2 separate regions of the Mus musculus genome follow, and region 2 is linked to region 1. A link is a contact called in public promoter capture Hi-C data. All regions are on one chromosome and are shown on one strand. The core of a region is the stretch at or near the end of the contact, and the rest is flanking DNA. Distances in the headings are between cores, read along the strand shown.

Region 1 (5,147 bases), core at 708-3,207:
CTCTCAGTAGAGATGGGAAGGGGTCATGGAGAATATATTCCTCCTTTGAGTTTTGGGGCATGCCAAGCTCTTGTGGGTGAAGGTAATGGGGATGGTTTGCCTCTTATCTCCAAAGTAAGTTCTGGTCTCATCAATGACTTCTATATCATGATTTAAAAGAAGATATTCTGCAGATCAGATATTTTCTCCCAATCCAGCCTTGGTTTAATTTTAAATTAAATATTAAAAATGGCATATCTATATGAAATTCTTGTCTTCATTTTTCTGGTTAATTTGAAGGCCTACTCCAAAAGTTTTTTTTTCTTTTCTCTCTTTTTTTTAACGTGTGTGTGTGTGTGTGTGTGTGTGTGTGTGTGTGTGTACACATGTGAATACTACATTTGTAGAGGTCAGAAAACAACTTTTGAGATAGAACATCTTTTCTCATTTTCCACAGTGTGAATCCTGGGATTGAACACAAGTGGTCAGGAGGCTTGGCCACAGGCACCTTTCCCTGCCAAGTAGATCCTATTCCAAGAGTCCTTGAAACTGTACATTAAAATGAGGCTTTAGCTCATTTTTTAGAGGTCTCTTGTGGCTGATCAGGCATCTAGGAAACAGACTACTTGTAGTAGAACCATCCTGTCCTAAGAAGCTCTGGGAATAGCTTATACAGAGTGCTGTATGAGTTACTTGTCTGCTGCTGTAATAGAAAACAACAGTCAAGACAGGTTAAATAAAGAGGTGTGTATTTGAGCCTACAGTTCCAGAGGGGTAAGAGGTCATCGCCATCATGGTAGAAAGGTGATAGCTGAGATCTCAAACCACAAGCAGGAAGCAGAGAGCAAAGTAGGAATGGTGGGAGTCTTTGAACTCTCAAAGCCTGCCCCAGTGACTTGGTTGTCCAGCGAAACTACATTTCCGCAATCCCCCAATTAGTACCTCCAACTGGAAACCAGGTATTCAAATGACCGAGCCTGGTGGGGGGGGGGGGGGCTTTCCCAGTCAAAGAACCACAAATGCCTTTTTTGAGGATAGAGAAAGGACCAGAATTGAGTTTTTCTCCTATTCTGGTCACTGATGTCCCTAGTGATTATCTTCCAGGTATAGACAGAGCTTTGTATCCATTCATCACTGGCAAGTGACTCAGAGTCCAGTCTAGTCCCCGCCCACCTCGTTTCCCCACACCCACCCTAACACTTTAAGGACCTAGATGTTCACCAAAACGAATTGCTACCTCTAGTGGTACTGCCTATTCAATCGGATTAGACCTTACACACCGCGCCTGCTGTCCCTGTGACCATCACACAGTGAGATAGCCTTCTACCAGAGGTCAGCCCTCAAGATCCCAGCCTAAGCTTGGGAAGCAACTGCCTTTGGTGCCACTAAGACTCTTTCTCTAGGGTGCAAATTCCTTTTAAGGTCATGTGTCCCGCCTCTCCCTACCATATAAGTCTAGTTTCTGCAAAGCAAGCCCCACCCAGAGCTTAGCTGGCTTTGACTTCGACCTGGGCTACTTGCCAGGAAAAAGCACCTGCCAGACTGGCTTAGACTAGTCCGAGTGAGCTGGTCTTTGGTGCCTGCCTTTCTACCTGTGTGGTAGAACTCTGAGGAAAGATGTACTCAGCTCTAAAAAGCCTACAGGCTGGCTTACATTTCAGGAAAGACCACAGAAGCTTGTGCAAGCCCCAACTCAGACGACCAGACCGATTCTTTCCCGCACCGAACCTGGAAAACTGAAAGGAAAAAGACCAATGAGATACCACAAGATACCTTGTCGTACCCTTAGTAAAATTCCTAAGCGGTCACCCGACCTTCACTCCCAAGCCTCACCTTTACGTAAATCGTCCATAGCACGGGTAGGCGAGTCCTGAAGCCTCTTGGCACCGCCCACCTCTCGCTTCCGCTCTACCTCATTGATAAATACCGCCCTGGGCGTGGCCCATCTTCAGCCCCGCCCCCGACGCGCCTATACTAGGGGGCGGTTCCGCGCGCGCACCCGCCTGCCGGCCTAGTTTCCCCGGGACCTCGGAGTTGAGGAAGCTCATACGACCTCCGCGTGAAGATGAACGGGACGCGGAACTGGTGTACCTTGGTGGACGTGCACCCGGAGAGCCAGACCGCGGTAGGTCGTCACCTTCACCCCGCCTTCCCACTCAGGCACAGTGGCTTTCCAGCTCCGCCGCTCGCGTGCCTCAGGCTCAGGTAGCCCATTTCACCTGACGCCGGGCTCAGTGCGGTCAGCCCCGCGTCGCTCCGTGGGCTTTTTCCTTTGCCCTGTGGCGGACTGTGGAGTGGGAAGCACAGGACGAAACACTGGCAGCTCCAGGGCTGGGGAGGTCCTGTCCTTGGCGCGGACACTGTAGCCCCGGCTCGGGCATGGGGCGCGTTACTCAGGCGTCTCGTGGGCAGCTAGATTGGGTCGTGGAAGACGCTCGAGGGACCGGATCCCTGCGCTGTTTCGGACGTTGCGCCGGCCCAGGTGGGTTACGCCTTTTCGCGTTTCCCGATGGCCTCAGAACCCCTTCAAAGACTTCTGTGATGGCGATCCTTTTACTAGGAAAGGGGGCAGAGGGTCGAATCCTAGGAGAGAGGGGAGAGCATGAGTGGGCGGGATAGGTCTCAGACAACTACGGAATTGGTACCAGATTCTACCTTTCGCCCAGAGGATTTATGGAGCTCTCCGCTCGACGGTCACCTCTTTTGGATTTCTCCTTTTTTTTTTTTTTTAAATCTTGCTTTTCTGGTCCCCAACCCCCTTTCAGCCAGCCAGTAGCTTCCTTGGTTTTGCTTTCATGTCCAGATGCCAAGTCCCTGTAGGGGAATAAGGGGATGCTGCGGAACTCCAGTGGAGAACTGAACCCACCTGGAGTGGGTTAGGGAGAGAGAGGGGGCATTCTCCAGTGCAATCCAGTCTGCCCTGCTCCCTTTATGCCCTCCTCACTCCCTCACTCCCTTTATGCCACCCTCAACTGACCACATATTTTTTTTTCTCTCCAGAGGGAAAGGCCTGTAATTTGATGCTGCATGTTTCTAGTCGTTGCTGGGGGATCCAAATACTCCATAGATCTGTGCTAATTAATTTATTTCCAAGTTGTTGTGGAGAATGAAATGAGAGCCAAAGTGATGGGGAGTTTGCGCCCCCACCCCCCCCATCTGATTCCTATGCGCCTGCCTGTCTCAGCATGTCCTTGAGGCAAAGCTAACCCAGCTACAGCTGGATTATGGCTCTTCAAAGAATTGTTGTAGAATGGGTGCTCATTTGAAGTTCAGAGTACAGCTGATCATTGAAGTCTGTTCACTGTCTCCTTCGACATTTTTGCCTAGAAATATGGAGGTTTCTTTCACATTACAAGTTTTGACATTGCCCAAAGCCCAGCCCACCCCCCAGCCTACCCCAGGTAAGAGAGGTTGACCAAATCAGATAAACAAAACCAAAGTCCAGCCAACAACTAGTCATATCCTATTGTCCCAGCCTCAAGTGCTCCATGCTCTTGGTGCTTTGGAATGGTTGAGTCAGGGAAAGAACATGGAATGAATAAAAGGGGTCATGGGCTTTAAAAAAAAAGAAAGAGGAAGAAGAATCATTTATTGTATTTTTATGCATACACTGTAGCTGTCCTCAAACACATCAGAAGAAGGCGTCAGATCCCATTACATATGGTTGTAAGCCACCATGTGTTTGCTGGGAATTGAACTCAGAACCTCTGGAAGAGCAGACAGTTCTCTTAACCACTGAGCCATCTCTCTAGACCCATGAGCTTCTTTTAGACGTAGAAAAAAGACCCACCTCATATAGAAGAAGGATCTTTAAAACCACAATCCTGGCAGTACAGAGAAGGATATGTCACCCGTTGCTGTCCCTTGATGCTTTTCTTTCTTGTTTGTTGGGACAGAAAGCAGAGGTAGAAAATAGCAATATGTCAGAGGGGAGACAGACTAGACTTGTGACTTATTTTATGGCTGGGCGGTGGTGGCGCACACCTTTAATCCCAGCACTTGGGAGGCAGAGGCAGGTGGATTTCTGAGTTTGAGGCCAGCCTGGTCTACAGAGTGAGTTCCAGGACAGCCAAGGCTACACAGAGAAACCATGTCTTGGGAAAAAAACAAAAGAGGGAGATAGAGAGACTTATTTTATTATAAAGCCAGGAGTGAAATAACCCTTGCCTGGTTTACTCTTGGAGACATTCCTGGGCTCATGAGGAAGGGCAGAGAGTAAACAATCAGTCAGTCAGGAGGCAGGCTTTGTCCTGGATTCTTCTCCTCTGAGCCAACCTGTAAATAAAATTTATGGCTCTGGACAGTCCCTGGGAACCTGTCATGTCGTCAGTCATGTACTCATACCATTGAGCATGCTCAGTGAGGGTGCAAAAGCTGTGAGCAAGGAAACGATTCAACTGATTTATGTGGTGCTGGGAGTTGAACCCAGGTCTTTGGCCACACCAGACAAGCATTTGTCTAACTGAGCTACATCCCCAACTCTATCTTTGTTTATTGGGAGTGCCTTTTTCTTCCGTAATCAGCTGTTTTTATTCCTGTTACTAAGAAACAAACAAAAACATAGTGGAAAAGCTGGGCATAGTGGTAAAAGCCTTTAATCCCAGAACTTGGAGGGCAGAAGTTGATGGATCTCTGTGAGTTTGAGGCTAGCCTGGTCTACATAGTAAATTTCGGGCCAGCCATGACTACATAGGAAGACTTTATTTCAAAACAAAAACCTTAGTGGAGGAGAAATAGCATTTAAAAAAAATAATAACTAACATGCCAGAGCGATGGCGAGGATAGTCTTTCTGACAAAAGCTTTGTGTCAGCTGTATGTATGTTTAATGGGATTAAAGGTGCAAACCACCTTATCTGGTTGTAAAGTGTATTTTAATGTCAAAAGTATTTGTTTAAAAGTGACATTGGTAAGTTATTGGCATATAAAGTACAAATAAATCTCAAACCCATTAGACAATCCTGTTACCTTCCTTTGGCTAAAGTAAACAGCAGAAAGTAACCTAGCTAGCTAAAGAGGAGTTTACTAGAAGGAAAAGATCAGGGCCTAGAAGTTAAAGGAAAGCTTCAATTAAAAGGTCCGAACCGAGGCAGTCCAGGACAGTAATGTGGATGATCCCTGCTTCTGGATGATTCTGGCCAGTTCAGGTCATTTTGCCATCCTTCTGAGA
Region 2 (5,162 bases), core at 1,709-4,208, 130 kb before region 1:
TCACCTTGATGATAATGGACTGAACCTCTGAACCTGTAAGCTAGCCCTAATTAAATGTTGTCCTTATAAGACTTGCCTTGGTCACGGAATCTGTTCATAGCAGTAAAACCCTAACTAAGACACTGGACTACATATAAACTGTACAGTTTATGTTGATGTTTAACACCCCTTATCTTCCCACTACTTCCTCATTCCTTTGTTCACACTATAGGCTCCCTCTTCTGGCCATTGTACATTCTCTTATTCCCATTCATCTTTCTCCAGCTTTTTTTTTTCCCCTAGGCAGGTGCTCCTCTGTGACACCTTTTCTCCAACTGGTTGACCCTAGGCCCTTAGACATGACAGGCAATACTTTTCTACTGAGCCAAATCCTCAGCACAGGCTAGGCTAGCACTCTTCTGAACCACAGACCATTAACATTACCTGTTTTCCTTTCTTCCTTCCTTTCTTCCTCTTTCTTTCTTTCTTCCTTTCTTTCTTTCTTTCTTTCTTTCTTTCTTTCTTTCTTTCTTTCTTTCTTTCTTTCTTTCTTTCTTTCTTTCTTTCCTTTTCTTTTTATCTGCACAGTTAGAGAAACCTCTCTATGGGCTGGAGAGATGGCTCAGTGGTTAAGAGCAGTGACTGCTCTTCCAGAGGTCCTGAGTTCAATTCCCAGCAACCACATGGTGGCTTACAACAGTCTGAAATGGGATCTGATGCCCTCTTCTGGTGTGTCAGTTACACTGTACTCATATTAATAAAATAAATAAATCTTTTAAAACCAACCAACCAAAACCAGAAATCTCTCTAGTATGACCTGTAGAAAAGACCCCTATGGGTATATAACCTAACCTGTTTTCTAAAAGTTCACATCAGGTTATACCTTTTGGTTGAAAAGAAATCTTCTACTAAGCAAATCATTTGTGACTTTCCACTGGCCTCTATCATACCCCTCCTCACCCCCAGCTACAGATCATTTCAACAGCTCCACGTTTTTTGAGATTATTTTCAGCCTCGAAGAGAATCAATCACATTTCTCTGTGGCAGGTCCAGCAATCAGGTGTCTAAAGTTATCTGACTCAATTTCTTCAACACCCTCTTCTTTCACAACTACTCTTTCAGAAAAGGGGTGGGGTGGGGGGTTGGGTCTTTTAGTGTCTCTCCATGACACCTTCCCCCATGGTGTAGCTCTGGTTGGCTTGGAATTTGATTTGAAGACCAGGCTAGCCCCAAACTCTCTGCTAGATCAAAGGTGTGCACCAGGATAGATTTTCTTTTGAAATCTGGGGGGGGGGGAGGGGAAGCTTCCCCCCTCTTCTTCATCTGAGCTTAAAGCTCTCTGAGTTCATCCCCCAAGGAAGAAAAGTTGATGGTGGATGACTCAGGCTCCCATTTCTCCCCACCCGTGCTTTAATGTTGGATAACTACTCTATTTCTATCTTCTATAAATACACTAAATACAGTCTAAGGGGTACCCAGGAGAATTCAATTACCTTCACTTTACTAGTATTGGGGCCAATTCATCAGTCTGTCCGTTTGATTGTTTAGTTGTTTATTTTTAAGATCTCTTTTCCAGACCACTCTTTGGTGTAAAAGTAACCTGACCCAGAAGGGACACCACCTCTGCAATAGGTCGCCCAAACCGCACATATTTCCTCTCTCTCTCTCTCTCTCTCTCTCTCTCTCTCTCTCTCTCTCTCTCTCTCTCTCTCGCTCTCTCTCCCCCTCTCTCTCCCTCTCTCTCCCTCCCTCCTTGTTCCTCCTTAAGGGCTGTATCCCTCATAGAAGGCTTCTCATGGAATGCGGAGACCTAGCAACCCAGCTACAGAACAGGTAGGTGGACTTTCCCCTCCAGGGTCCACGCCCAGCATCTGAAGGCTGGGGGAGGGGAAGGGAATGATCTCCAGCTAACGCCACAGAAATGCTGGCTGTAGGGAAGATTCCTCTTCAAATCTAAATATATTACAATAAATATTTACTGAACAAATAAAGGAGAGAACTATTCAGAGGCCAGCAAGGTAAGCTAAGCCAATCTTCTTTTAACATACCTCAGCGATTGACACTAGGAGCCAGCTTTAATGTTACCTGCCTCAGTCTGCACGCAAAGCACCCCAGAGTCTTTTCGGTGTAGTGGGACCAAAAGCCCTACTTGACAGGCTTTCAGAAAAGATGGATTTACAATCTGTAGTTGAGCTCCTTTCTGCTTATAAAGCTTATTCTGATGCGTGTAAATTTACAGCACTCGGTTCCCAAGTCATTCATTCTACACATTTTATTAAGAGCCAACTATGTGCTGACCTCTGTTATAGGCGTTTGAGATGAAGCGTACAAAACAAAAGAAAATGAAGATCTCGGCTCTGGCCGAGATTTTCATAGGGAGATAAAATGAAAATGATTTTTAGGGTGATGTAAATTGGGTGATTACATCTTCCAAAGAAAAAGGGTGCAAAATGATTATGGAGGCCAGGAGCCCGAGGATGAGAATCCACGACTGAGATTTTGGTTCGGATTGCCGATAAGGCAGGCGAGCAGAGATGCAGAACGCGCTGACATCGGGAGACTACGAAGAAATTTTCTGCGGAAAGCGACAGAACTGTATTCTGGCTTATGCGGAGGCAGATGAAGGGCAGAAAGGGCTGTGAACCGAGATTTGCTTTGAGAAGAGCACGAGGAAGGCACTTCCCACAGAACCCAGGGGATGCTCTGGCGCTAAGCTACGCGGGTCCGCAGAGCCCCGACGCCCCCAAAATGGCCTCTTAGGTCCCCCGGTGCCCCGCCCTCGCCCCACCAGTCCACGTGACCCCACCGCCCCTCCCGTCCACCGGGCTGGGGACCCCGGTTCTGGGTTCCCGCGGTGTCTGCTCCGCCCCTTGCGGGAAACTGACCAATAGAAGAAGGGGTGAGGCGGGGCGGGAGGTGACGGCCAATGGGGCGGAGCTCCTGGGGAGTAACAGGTTGGTGGGCGGGGGAAAGGAGGGAGCTCAGAGCTCGGAGGGGCTGGGCTGCAGCAGCGCGTGTAGCTCGGCTGGTCGGAGCGCGATCCCCTGCGGGGTGTGTGAATCCGGGAGCACTGATCTGGACCGGGGTGAGTGAATCTGTCTGGAGCGAGGACACCTGCGATGCGAGTGGGTCCTCAGGAGTATGCTCGAGGGCCGGAGTAGAGGCATCAAATGCCCTCCTCCTGGGCACAGGTGCTGAGTTTAGCAGGAAGGGCGGTCAGAGTGCGGTGGCAGAGCTAAGAGCTAACCCCTACTCCACGGTGTCAGAAGCGAGTGGCTGGGAAGGTGCCAGGTGTGAGGCACCTGAGGGTTAGGTTATTCCCAGGGCATGCATGCATTTCAGCGCTACAATCTCTGGAGGTCAGGCGCCAGCCCTTGGGGCAGAATTTCTCTTGGAGACCAGCATGGGGGCGGGGGAGGGTTCATCCTATTGGAGCAAATGGAAGTGCCGCCAGAGGTTCAGAGACTGAAGTGGTGATATCCGCATGTGCTGGTTTTGGGGGTAACTACCCCCTCCCCGCCCCCGTCAGTCCTTACTGGTCTCTGACACTCTCCTTCTGGCTTTGGAAATGCTGAGGTGTGGGGTCATTCCCTGACCATTTGCCTACAGGTGAAAGCAGTTGCCAGTAAGACACTAAGGTCAGAATACGAGGGCACCCATCTCTTTCCTAGGTGTGAGATTATTTAAGGCTGTTTCTTTCTTTGCTTTCATGCCAGGGAAATTTTTTCCTTCTTCCTCTAGAAAGAACTGTGTGTATTCTACAAGAGAGGGGAATGGGAATGGAGAAGCATAAATCCCTCGACCCACATACTAGCTGAAAATGTTTGCTTTCTCGGGGATGTGAAACGAGGATTGATACTGGGTTTCATATGGCCCATGCTGGCCTTGAATTTGCCATAGCCCATGCTGGACTTGAACTTGCTGTACAGCTGAGGCTGACCTTGAACTGGTGGGCTGCCTTCCGCTCCCAGTGCCTGGATTACAGGTTCATATCACCACACCCACCTAGAAATAGTCTTCTTTCTTGAGGCTGATGTAAAAATTTTTCCTTCCAGCAAATACATATTTCCTTCTTTTTTTCTGTTACAAAGTAGTCTCTTTGTATATTTTTTAAAAAGATTTATTTATTTATTTATTTTATGTATATGAGTATACTGTAGCTGTACAGAAGGTTGTGAGCCACCATGTGGTTGCTGGGATTTGAACTCAGGACCTTTGGAAGAACAGTCTTAACCGCTGAGCCATCTCTCCAGCCCTATATTTCCTTCTTTTTCTCTAGTTCTAGATTGGGGGACACTGGTGAGATCTGGAAGTGCAGCTAATTTCCTTGACCCTTCCCAGAATCCTCTTGATTCCCTGAAATCCTAGTTGGCATCCTTGATTCACGATCTTTGATAGACTAGAGTACTTACTAGTGGTGCAGAAACATAGGCAGAACTCCCTAGGAGACCAAAAGACTAGGGGACTTACACCTCCACATTCCCAGGCCACAGACGAGGTATACGTTGGGCACCAGACAACTTCTGAGGTGAATTTCCTTGCCGTAGGCAGCGGTGAAGCAGAGTCAACCTTAGCTTGGCCCCTTTGATGCTCTGTCTGAAGACAGTTGCTGTAATTGGGAAATAATTAGCAACCGCTATGTTTGTAGACAAAGCTGCCTACGTGTTCCTTTCATCCTGGGTATTTGGGAGTATGGGTCTTGCTCTGGGGCCTGCCCATTCAGAGATTTGCCTGATTCTAAGAGGATTCTGGCTTCCTGTGGTTCTCAGGCTGGCTTGCCTGCCTTTACCCTTGTGGGAGAAGAGGGGGGTAGAGCTGCTTCTCTTTGTACCAGGGAGGGGAGAACCAAGGACCTGGGAGCTGACAGAGGTAAGTGGAAGACCAGGAATGCCACTTTGGGAACTTGAGAGGGAGTGGTGGAGGGAGACAAAGTTCCTGTCACACTCTGGCTTGTCACCAAGTTCTTTGTGCATCTGTAACTCCTGTCTCCTCCTCCCCACCTCCCGCCACCTCCTCCAGAGGAGCCTCGGCCTTGGCATATAGGCAGGACAGAGCTTCCACTCTTGGTCTTGTTCCTCTGCCTTTGGTGGGAACCTCTCTGGTCTGCTTTGCAAGGTTCCAACGTAGCCTTCCCGGCCCTCCCTTCTCTTTGCCTCTCAAACCAGTCCAGCGAGTTTGTAAGG

The links. Promoter capture Hi-C pulls out the DNA fragments that hold promoters and counts their contacts.
Region 2: a contact with region 1 is called in a promoter capture Hi-C map of embryonic stem cells, with 4 times the contacts expected there. The contact joins the promoter of Cgn here to the promoter of Tuft1 in region 1. A contact is called at or near these places in 17 of 39 promoter capture datasets (the 3T3-L1 cell line, 3T3-L1-derived adipocytes, the HPC-7 cell line and 10 more), 3 of 115 datasets of contacts at active chromatin or transcription factors (embryonic stem cells and stem cell-derived neural progenitor cells) and 3 of 9 other capture datasets (liver, macrophages and pancreatic islet).

Annotation. Positions count from the first base shown.
Region 1 is chr3:94,655,682-94,660,828 of GRCm38.p6, reverse strand. Tuft1 (tuftelin 1) reads left to right here and starts at 1,957. Exons shown (of 13, transcript NM_011656.3): 1 at 1,957-2,104. The coding sequence starts at 2,045. It also overlaps the pseudogene BC021767.
Region 2 is chr3:94,784,278-94,789,439 of GRCm38.p6, reverse strand. Cgn (cingulin) reads left to right here and starts at 2,958. Exons shown (of 21, transcript NM_001037711.3): 1 at 2,958-3,064.